2 separate regions of the Hordeum vulgare genome follow, and region 2 is linked to region 1. Evidence: chromatin contacts called from public Hi-C data. All regions are on one chromosome and are shown on one strand. The core of a region is the stretch at or near the end of the contact, and the rest is flanking DNA. Distances in the headings are between cores, read along the strand shown.

Region 1 (5,691 bases), core at 1,861-4,360:
AGACAGGAGGCCGTCCCAATCAAATCTAGTGCGAGCAAGCCTAGCCCAACACGGAAAAGGCACTCTTACTCTCCTTACGCCGCTGCCATCGTCGGCCGACCCTGGAAGAGCTATACATTGCCCGACGCGTGACTATGTCTTGATTATCGAATACTCCCTCCGTCCAAAAATAAGTGTCTTAAGCTTAGTACAACTTTGTACTAGAGCTAGTACAAAGTTGAGACAGTTATTTTGGGACAGAGGGAGTACTATTCGGCGCCTTCGATGCCGCTTAATGCATATTTGGTACGCGGCGCCTGAAGACGTTCGCGATGGACCGGCCCGGGAGTAGCTGGTCCCCGTTTTCAGAAGCTTCCCAACAATCAGTATTGTTTGATATTTCATGTATTTTTCTAATTAGTTTTATTTTCTTATAATTTTATATTTTTATTTAGTTTTTTGAATGCACGTAAGTTTTTTCAAAATCAAATAACTTTCATCAAAGTTTATGTAATTTCGTAAAGTTTCTGTACTTATTCCGAAATCAATGATTTTTTTTTTATCAAAATTGATGAACTTTTTTCAATTCATGTGATGTTTATCAAATTTAATAATTGTTTTGAAAAATTGAAGATTTCTTTTCAAAGTTGTGACTTTGTCAAAATAGATGATATTTTCGAAAATTCATGTTTTTTTCAAAATCGGTGAATTCTTTTTCAAATTTGATGATTTTTTTCAAATTCCTGATTTTGTTTCTTGAAATTCATGATTTTGTTTTTGAATTTGTGAAGTTTTATCATATTCCTGATATTTTTCCTATTCTTGTGTACCTTTTCCCATTCTTTTTCAAAATTCAATGGTCAAACGGTTCACAAGTTAGGCTTTTTCTGTCAACCGATAAGACTGAACGAGCGAGTCTTTTTAGGGGGTCAAACAAGTGAGGCGTCAGGGCAGGACGAGTGATCTCACATTGTTTGGACTGCGGTCGATCTTGTGTGCATGTGTGCGCTAGTTCTGTTATCATGGGGAAGTCCTAGTCGCCGCACAAGGCGTAGCTGACTGGGCTGAACCAAGCTATCGGATGAAAATCTTGTGTGCATATGTGCGCTAGTTCTGTTATCATGGGGAAGTCCTAGTCGCCGCACAAGGCGTAGCTGACTGGGCTGAACCAAGCTATCGGATGAAAATCTTGTGTGCATATGTGCGCTAGTTCTGTTATCATGGGGAAGTCCTAGTCGCCGCACAAGGCGTAGCTGACTGGGCTGAACCAAGCTATCGGATGAAAATCTTGTGTGCATATGTGCGCTAGTTCTGTTATCATGGGGAAGTCCTAGTCGCCGCACAAGGCGTAGCTGACTGGGCTGAACCAAGCTATCGGATGAAAATCTTGTGTGCATATGTGCGCTAGTTCTGTTATCATGGGGAAGTCCTAGTCGCCGCACAAGGCGTAGCTGACTGGGCTGAACCAAGCTATCGGATGAAAATGGGCAAAAATAGCTGATGCCGATCTAGGATTTGAACTCAAATCAACTACTAGTGCATGTACCTGACTGACCAGTCCAACTATCATGCATTGCTTACATATAAGAGGTAGAGCAAACTCTAAAGAACTAATTTTAGCTGCACAAACTGAACATTACTTCAAATATTGCAAACAGTGATTCAAATTTCGAACACTTTATTGAAGTTACGAATAAATTGTAAAGAACGGGAACAATTTTCCAAAATTAACTCCATCTTCTAAACTTATGTAGACATTTTAAATTTGCGAACATTTTTAGAATGTGTAAATTTTTTTGGAAAATGCATCATATTTTGACATTCTGAACAATATTTGAAAATCAAACATTTTTCTAATTTCTAATACATTTTATAAAACATGTATATTTCTGAAAGTCTTACCAATTTTCAAAATTCCAGAATTTGTTTTGAACACGTGAACATTTCTCATAATTCCAGAACATGTTTTGTAAACATGAACAATTTTTGAAACCGTGAAAAAATGTTCGCGTTTTAAAATATTTTCAAATAAATTATATAATTCTGATAAAAAAATTTAAACCGCAAACATTTTTCCAATTTCCAAACAAATATTTGAAAATGGAATATTTCATGAAATTATGAAAATATGAAACCGCGGACATTTTCTGAATTTCTAAATGGAACTTCATGGAACATATAACAGAAATTTAAAACCGCGAACATATTTTGAAATTCTGGAGTACTATTTCAAACGCGAATAGTTTTTTGAGTTTCAGACCAAACTTTCAAACCACAAATATCTTTTGCAAATTGCAGAAGTTCTTTTAGTATGAACATTTTATAAATTTGTAATACATAAACATGTTTTTCAATTCCTGTAAATTTGTGAACATATTTTAAAATTCGGAACATTTTCAAACTTCCGAACGAATTTCCAAAACATGAAACATGTTTGTAAACGTGACATTTTTCAAAACTCCCGAACAAAATGTGAAAACATCTACAATGTTTGAAAACATGAACTTTTTATCGGAAATGCTAACATTTTTTGAAACTCCCGAACAAAATTAGAAAATGCGAACATTTTTCGGAAATGTAAACATTTTTTGAAACTCCCGAACGATAATTCGGAAATTCGAACATTTTATAATTTCTCGAACATTTTCTGATACGCGAATAGTTTTTGCATTTTTGAAGAAAATGTGAAGTCATGAAAAATGGAGCATTTCATAAAATTCCGAACCAAGGAAATGAAATCCATAACATTTTTTGAAATTATTGAACATTTTTGTAAACTCACGAACAAAATTCGTAAACACAAACAATTTCTGTAACACAAACGTTTTTTTGAATTTTGGATTTTTTATATTTCTGATCAAGTAGAAAATAGTTCATTTTTTAAAATTTCAAACAAAATTTTGAATAATGCAAAGATTTTCGAAATTTCTGAATCAAATTTGAAAAATAAAAAAAGTAGAAATTAAAATGAAAAGAAAAAAGGAGCAGTAAAAGAAAAGAAAAAACCAAGTGAAAAACGGAATAAACAGAAAACAAATCAGCACTTAAAAAATTCAGCGCATTGTGCATAGCAGGAACTTTGCTGGCCCATGTGCAAAGCTGGAAGTTGGCTGGAGAATTTGCCGCAGGGAGCGCCGAATATGATTTTCCGTTTTAATGTGGTATAGGTGCTCCCGTCTCGCTATAAGCGAGGGTGGACCATATTTCTTCAGCGTTTCTTTTTTTTGCCATTTGTGTTCTCGTTTTTGCATTCGTTTTGCTTTTTCTCATATTTTGAAATATTCCAAGTGAATATATTATAAAAAATAGTTTATACTCAAAAGCGAAAAATGTTAATCGTGCTTTTAAAAAATGTTAAACATGGATAGATTTTATCCCAATGTATACACAATTGGTGCAGTGTGTTTTAAATAAGACACAGCAAATCAAATATGTGAAAAAAATGTTAATCATGTACATTGAAATGTGAAACGTGTATGTCAAAAGTGTACAGATATATGCAAAAAATATGCACAGTTTGTTTGGAAAAAGTAGACATAACAAATATGTTTGAAAAATGTTAATAAGATTTTAAAAAATGGCAAACCTGTATTTCCAAAATGTTCCTGATATATAAAATACAAATTTGTATTAAAAATTGATATGAAAAATATATTATTTTCCATATTTATGAATAATGTATTTAGAAAATGGTAAACTTGTATATTCAAATGTTCCTGATGTATAAAAAATGCATCACTGTTATAAAAATGTTGATATAAACATATATTTTTGGAAAAGAAATAAATTATGTTTTTTTAGAAAACAATTCAACCTGTACATAAAATTTGTTTCAGAGGTACATGGAAATATTTCATGTTTGAAATGAATGTTAAAAATCCATAAAAAAAAGATGCATGCTCTATAAGGAAACAGAAAGAAAAAGACTAGTACAATTGAAACAATCGTAAAAGAATGGAAATCGTGGAAACTAATAAAGAGACAAAGAAAATGGAAGAAAAATAAGAAAAACCCTAGCGAAAATGCAGGGAAAAAAAGCAGACAGACAGAAAACCAGTAAAACTGAATTAATAAACAAATAAAATTTAAGTGAAACGAAGGAAAAAAGTGTGAAAGAAAAATGCGCAATAAAAACCAAGAAATGACAGAGAAATCTGGTGGGAAGATAAAAAAACAGAAAAACAAAAAAGAACATGAAGAAAAATAGAAAAAGAAAACAAATGAAAAATCAGGAGAAAACCAGACCAACAAAAAAAAGCACATGATCGGGCGACGATAAGCCATCGATAGAAAAAAGAAGCAACCAAAATAGGATGTCCGAGATATTTCCATCTCGCTTAAAGAGATACACTTCTCGTGTGTTTGTTCTTGCCTAAAATGTACGGTATTTCTGTCGGCCTGTTTTTGTGTGTTTGTTCCCTCGCTCTGTGTAAGTGGCTAATTTCGCATCGCTCGGTCGCTGCTTCAATTAGTTTTCTTTATTTTTTTGTTTTTTGTTACTTGCTTGGTTTTTGTAGATTTTCGTTACTTTTCTTATTTAATCTTAATTTATTTTCGTTTATTTTGTTTCTTTCTTGTTTTTGTTTGGTTTTAATTGTGTTCAATTTTTTCTTACTATTTTTCTTCACTACATTTGTGTATACATCAAAACATGTATTTATGCACATTTAACATTTTTGAAATACATGATTAACCTTTTATTAAATATTATATGTCCTGATATCTATTTTTTCCTACACGTTTTAGATTTTTCATAAACAAATGAATCATTGTTTTTATATATGTTTAACATTTTTAAAATACATGATTATAAGTCAATATTTCAATAATATATTTTTTATCTCTATATTTTTATTATGTATCAAGAACATTTTAGTACACATTTAACTATTTTGAAATGCATGACTATCATTTTTAAAAACAAAGGTTTACATTTTTTTTCAAATACAAATTTTGATGTCTACTATTTTTTATACAGGTTGTTTTTTAATACATCTGAAGTATTTATTTTATATACATTTAACATTTTGTTTAAATATATGAACATTCTTTTTAAAATCAATTTTTTAAATTTCTTTTTGAGATACGTGTTGAAACATTTTTACAAATGATATCAACTTTTAAAAAAAGCCTGCACCAACAATTTTTTAATACCGCGCAGTCATTGTTTTCAAAACTTAAGTAATTTCGTGGAATATATGGATTTTATAATTTTATGAAAAATATAACATAAAGGAGAAAATGAAAAAAAGGAAACTGAGTGAATGAACGAACGAAAAAAGTCGACTGGCCCATTACCATGCCTAACGCATAAAAGCCCCCCCTCGCCTCTTTGATTCATCGCCGTCGCGAGCTAACCCAAACCCACCCTACCATCCAACCGATGGTCGTCATGCTCACTGCGGTGGGATGCCGCGTCCTCAGCGCCGCCGCTTATGCCCTCCGCAACGACACCGAGATGGCCACCTCGTTGGTGGTCACATTGTCCCCGACCTCCCCATGAGTCCCCTCCATATTGACCAACTTTCCCTTATACCTTTTCTTTTTGAAAAAGATAAGTGTCCCTGACCTCGTCGGTTTTCTGGCTTGTCCTCTCAAAAGTTCTTATTATCGTTCGATCAAAATGCACGCATCACTATGCTCTCGACTCACCACATCATCCTAGTGGCTCGTTCCCATCGAGAGAAAACTGGCTCGGATGCTTTTTCCGGC
Region 2 (5,762 bases), core at 1,490-3,989, 100 kb after region 1:
TTAGCTGTCATGATTGAGGGTGCCAAAGTTGATGGCCAAATTGATGGGGTAGTGAATCATCTTGTGGATGGTGGCCTCTCTATACTTCAATATGCTGACGATACGATTCTCTTCATAGATCATGACCTAGAGAAAGCGAGGAATTTGAAATTAATTTTATCAGCATTCAAGCAACTCTCAGGTCTTAAGATCAACTTCCATAAAAGTGAATTGTTTTGTTTTGGCGAGGCTCAAGACGAGGCCCATCTGTATGCTGACCTGTTCGGATGCGGGTTGGGACAGTTTCCGATCACATATTTGGGGATACCGATACACTATCGGAGACTCACAAGTGCTGAACGGAAACACGTCGAGGAGAGACTGCAAAAAAGACTAAGCAGTTGGAAAGGTAAACTGCTATCTCTAGGCGGAAGATTGGTCCTCATATACTCGGTACTAAGCAATATGGTACTATATATGATTTCCTTCTTTCAGCTGCCGAAAGTAGTATTACATAGATTGGATTACTTCCGATCAAGATTCTTTTGGCAAGGAGATAGCGAGAGAAAGAAATATCGACTGTCTAAATGGAGTGTGGTTTGCCGTCCCAAAGACCAAGGCGGGTTGGGCATTCATGACCTTGAGGTCAAAAATAGGGCCCTACTTGGCAAATGGCTGTTTAAGTTATTGACAGATGACGGTGTATGGAAAACCCTACTAAAGAGAAAATATGTGGGTTTAAAGGCAATATCCCAGGTATACTGGAAGCCTGGGGACTCTCATTTTTGGGCAAGCTTAATGGCTACGAAGAAATATTTCTTCCGCTATGGAACCTTCTCGATTAAGGACGGCTTGGAAATTAGATTCTGGGAGGATAAGTGGCTAGGTAATGCTTCACTCCGAGAACAATATCCAGCTCTGTGCAATATTGTGCGTCACAAGGGAGATACCATCGCCACGGTTTTGGAATCATTTCCACCAAATGTGTCGTTCAGAAGAAATTTAATTGGACCCAGACTACAATCATGAAACACTCTGCTTCAGCGGTTGTCCATTGTCCAAAGACCAAGGGTCCCATGTGTTTCGTTGGAATCTACATGGAAATGGACAATTCTCGGTGGAGTTCATGTACAGAGCTTTGCTCCAATCTGATATGCCAGTTGATAATAACAAGAAGATTTGGAACATGAAGATACCTCTTAAGAATAAAATCTTTGCATGGTATCTTCGTCGCGGAGTCATTCTTACTAAAGATAACCTTATTAAGAGAAATTGACATGGAACTATGCAATGTGTTTTTGTCAACACGATGAGACAATAAAACATTTGTTCTTCCAATACAAATTCGCTCGTTCTATATGGTCAGTCATCCAAATAGTTTCTCGCTTGTATCCTCCTTGTAGTGTTGCTAATATATTTGGCAACTCGTTACATGGGACTGAACACAGGTTTAGAACTCTTCTCAGGGTGGGAGCGCTTGCCGTTTTTTGGTCGCTTTGGCTATGTAGAAATGATAAGGTTTTTAATGGTAAGAGTACTTCTCTTATGCAGGTTATCTACAGATATACTCGGACGCTTAGTTTATGGTCGTCTCTACAACGTATGGAGAATCGAGACCTATTTATGGAGGTGTGTACACGATTGGAAGCTACGGCGAGGGATACTTTTACCCAACATGGGTGGCAGCATGATCTTAGGATTGGCCCTCCTATGGCTTAGGCGTTATACAGACTCTACATGTTTCTTTGTATTTCACCTTTTTTTATGCAAGTGAACTTTGTTTGGCTGTGTGCATTCCAGTTATGCAGAGGCCGGATGTAATGCTTAAGCCTTTTAAGTAATAAAACACCCCTTATCAAGAAAAAAGACCAATATGACTTAGAGGGGGGCTATGTTTCATTTTTAGACTCTTCAGGGCGTCAAATGGGTGACTCTATCTCGCCACTCCTATTTGGCGCTTGAGGCGGTACTTATTGTGATTTATTAATCCTCGCCCCCTCGATCAATTATATGTCGGCCCAGATCTTTTGTGAAGCTCCCCCCACATGTTTTGGAAGCTTCTAGAGGCTTCTGCACAGATATTTCGTTTTTCTTTTTTTGGGCTTCTCGACGGTCTTTATTCAACCTTTTTTTTTCATTTTCTTGCCTTTTTCTGAATATTTTAAATGTGTGAAATTTTTACAAATGTGTGATTTGTTTTCAAATTTATTTTTTCCCTCAAATTTAGGATCCTTTTTTAATACTCTTTTTGAATCTGCGAACTCTTTTGAAACAAATGAATGTATTCGAATGCACTAACCTTTTCCAAATTTATTCACAATTGTCAAACTTTGTTTGAAGTCGTGAACTTGTTTTTCAAAATCGATGAAATTACTTCTAAATCTGTGCTTTTTCCCGGAACCCAAGAGCTTTATAAGTAATGTTTTTTTTGTGAAAATTAATGGTTTTTTCTTTAAATTCATGAACTTGTTCGAGTTAGTGATATTTTCCAAGTCCATGAACTTTTTCTGAATCCCTTGAACTCTTTTTGAACCTTTAAACTTTTTTGAAATCCAGGAACTTTTTTTGAACTTGTAAAATTTTCGAGTTTGTGAAGTTATATTTAAACCATATTATTTTTGAAATTCCTGTTATTTAGAAAACGCATATTTTATCCGGAAATTCAGTGGTAAACAGTCAATGGGTCAACAGTTACCTGTCAACCACGACCATGTAAACGGGAACCGACACGTCCCAATGAGCTTTCACTTCCTTTGCGTTGGCTGGCCCACGAGCTGGGTGCTTAAGCCATAGGGGAGGACGTCTCATTTTTTTAAAGATAGGTGAGGGGATTATCTTATTCGCCGCTCTGTGCGAGAGGAGGTATCGGGACTTCGCATAGGACGGGGAAGGTAGCGATTTTAAATGGCCTAGCCCATTCAACAGGTTGCAGCGTCTCATTTTCGGAAAACTTATAGAATGTTTTTTTTTTACTTTTCTGTTTCACTTTCAAAAAATGTTCTGGATTTAAAAAAATGTTCTCAATTTAAAAAATATTTTCTATTTTCCAAAAATTGTTCTCAGTTTTAATTTTTTTGATTCAGATTCAATTTTTTTCTCTGTTTCAAAATTTCCTTTCAAGATTCAAACAATGTTCATGCTTTAAAGGAGTGTTAGCACTTTAAAAAAATGGTTTTTTTAAATAATTGTTCTTCGTTTCAAAAGTTTCTTGTAAAGATTCAAAACATGTTCATGCCTTAAAAATTGATCGGGCTTCCAAATTTGTTCAATATTTTTCAAAATTGTTCCTGGTTTCAAAATTTGTTCTCAAGATTTAAAAAATGTTCATGCTTTAAAAAATTGATTAATTATGTAATTAATTAAGTTAATCCCTACTTGTAACCGCACGCACGATGCGGGAACCGACGTATGCGGGAACCGTCTTTTCCTGACATATAAAGTTCATCATCAAGAATAAAGTTGACAGTTGTTTTCATTTACACCTCTCTCTCATTTCAATCACAACACGTTATCAGCACTGCTTCTTCCAGAGTGCCTTCGACGAGAAGAGATCAACAGGAAGAAAAGGTTGGATGCCTCGTTCAATGCCGACGAACCTTCGTCGCCTGCTGCAGAACGACGTCCGTCGTCGCCGCCTTGCTGCTCTCCACCGCAGGTTCGGAGAGCGCCGCCGTTTCGACGGTCGACGCCATGGAGCGGGTCGCTACATCGGCCGCCGCCACGGCGCCGGTGGCTACCGAGCGATCCGTCACGGCCTGGGCACTCGCTCCCTGAGCGGTGCGAATCCGGCAGTTGGCGCCGAGCCCCGCGCCCCGCTCGCAGTGGATGCCCTCGGCTGGCTCCTCGCTGGCCCTGCCCCGCCGATGCTCGGGGCCGACGCGGCACAGGGAGCGCCGCCGCCGGGCTTTTGGTGCTCTGCCCATGGATGGGTAGTTTGCCCACTCCACGGTACGAAGCCGTCGCCGCCGTGGACTCCGTCGAGCAGGCCCCCGTCACCATCTTCGAGGTCGGCTCTACCAGCGCCGCTGGGCCACGCCTCCCGTCTCCCACCCCTGCGGTTGTCGAGATGGGGAGCGGTTCCTCCGCCTCTGCGCCCGCGCCGGCCGGAGTCTCAGCCTCCACCTTCCCGACCGGCGCCTCCACCTTCATGTTCGGCGCCTCCGCCCCCGCGCCGACCGGCGCCTCCGCCTCCGCGCTCGTGCTCGCGCCGACCGGCGCCTCCGCCTCCGCGCCCGTGCCCACGCCGACCGGCGCCTCCGCCTCCGCGCTCGTGCCCACGCCGACCGGCGCCTCCGCCTCCGCGCCCGTGCCCACGCCGACCGGCGCCTGCGCCTCCGGCTTTGGCTCCGCTGCCCGCAGTTTTTCCTGCGCGGCGGCCGTCGACGCCATCGCGCCCGCGGCGCCGGCTGCGCACCCACGCCTGCGCCTGCAGTCTACAGCGCCGGCTTCGCCCCCGCGCCCGCGCCTGCCGTCCCTGACGCCGACGACCCCTCCGACGCGCCGCCGGCTGATGCCCTTCGGCCTCGCGACGGCGGGCTCTCCGTCGAGCAGCCGCGCCCCGCGCACTGGCTCCTGGAGCCCGGCTGCCCTGGGGCTCGCGAACGGTGCCTCGCCTGGCTATCTGCACCCGGGCGGGTCTTCCGACGAAGAGGAGGACGTGCGCGGTGGAGGCATACTCGCCCGTCACCGGTGAAAGCTGCGGTGCACTCCCTGGCGCACTTGCCGTTCTTGCTCTGGTGACTGAATACTAGCTGAGCGCTGCCTTATCCTCTCGGTGACTAAATAGATGCCTGTGTACTGCGCTGTTGGAAAGATCTAGCAGAGCACACGTGGTCTAGCAGTAGTATACTAATACTATTTGATATCTGTTTTAGGTTAATTCCAGTAGCATCAACGGTAGATCTAGCAGTAGACTAATCCCTGTTTTAGATCCTGCTTAATTCATGTTTTAATTTCTGTAGAGTACTTTGTATTCCAGCATATATGTGATGTAATATATATTTCCATGTTTGCTACATGTTGAGATTTATTACCCGTATTATTTGTAATTGAGATTTTAAATTTCTTGCAAATAAAAATCAACCCCTCATCTTAATTGAGCTTTTGGCTTAATACGAGCACGAGTTGATATGCAAAATTTCAAAATATTTTTCTTTCAAATTGATGTTTTGGGACCACACAGTAGTGAGTTGATTTACTGCATAGCAGATTATCGCCACTACGATTAAGCCTACATTCTATCATATTGATATGATGATTGCTTAATATTGTGCCCTCCCATACATTTTATTAAGTTATGACATAAGGTACTAGAAACATGAGTATCTACTGATTTTTATCAATTATGCTCTCTAGTTCTGAGAGACGGACCCCGAATTTTCTTTTGGGGCGTATCTACAATGTGTCAAACTTAACAATTTGAAAGTCACACTAATGATTTCAAGCCCATTTCTTGAAGTTAACATTAATTTTGCAACGTTCAATACAACGTAACCATGAAGGTTTTTATTTACCACGGTGTAAATCAATAATCTCTGGTTTACCCATGTAGGTAACTAATGGCTGGAAGAGAGTTCAATGCACTCGACCTCAATGGCCACAACTATCCTACCTGGGCCATGGACATCTAGATCGCTCTTGCATCCCGTGGATTAGTGCGTGCAATCCAGACTCCGGAAGATCCTCTTCCGGATGGAGTCACGCCGTTGAGAGATGAACAGAAATATGCCGCCTTATACATCATAAGGCACCATATCCACCAGATCTCAAATCTGAATATTTGG

Evidence for each region. A called contact is a pair of places that touch in the nucleus more often than the background predicts.
Region 2: a contact with region 1 is called in a Hi-C map of leaf, with 4 times the contacts expected there. The contact joins two enhancer-like sites. A contact is called at or near these places in 3 of 6 Hi-C or Micro-C datasets (leaf and seedling).

What each region holds. Positions count from the first base shown.
Region 1 is chr4H:602,155,546-602,161,236 of MorexV3_pseudomolecules_assembly, forward strand. No RefSeq gene overlaps it. Among protein-coding and RNA genes, the nearest start is that of LOC123449969, 38 kb to the left of the region's middle. Within about 2 kb of position 3,111, at least 2 of the 3 cell types and tissues checked have open chromatin away from gene starts, as enhancers often do. A contact at or near this core is called in leaf, where this site is marked.
Region 2 is chr4H:602,257,627-602,263,388 of MorexV3_pseudomolecules_assembly, forward strand. No RefSeq gene overlaps it. Among protein-coding and RNA genes, the nearest start is that of LOC123447506, 10 kb to the left of the region's middle. Within about 2 kb of position 2,740, at least 3 of the 3 cell types and tissues checked have open chromatin away from gene starts, as enhancers often do. A contact at or near this core is called in leaf, where this site is marked.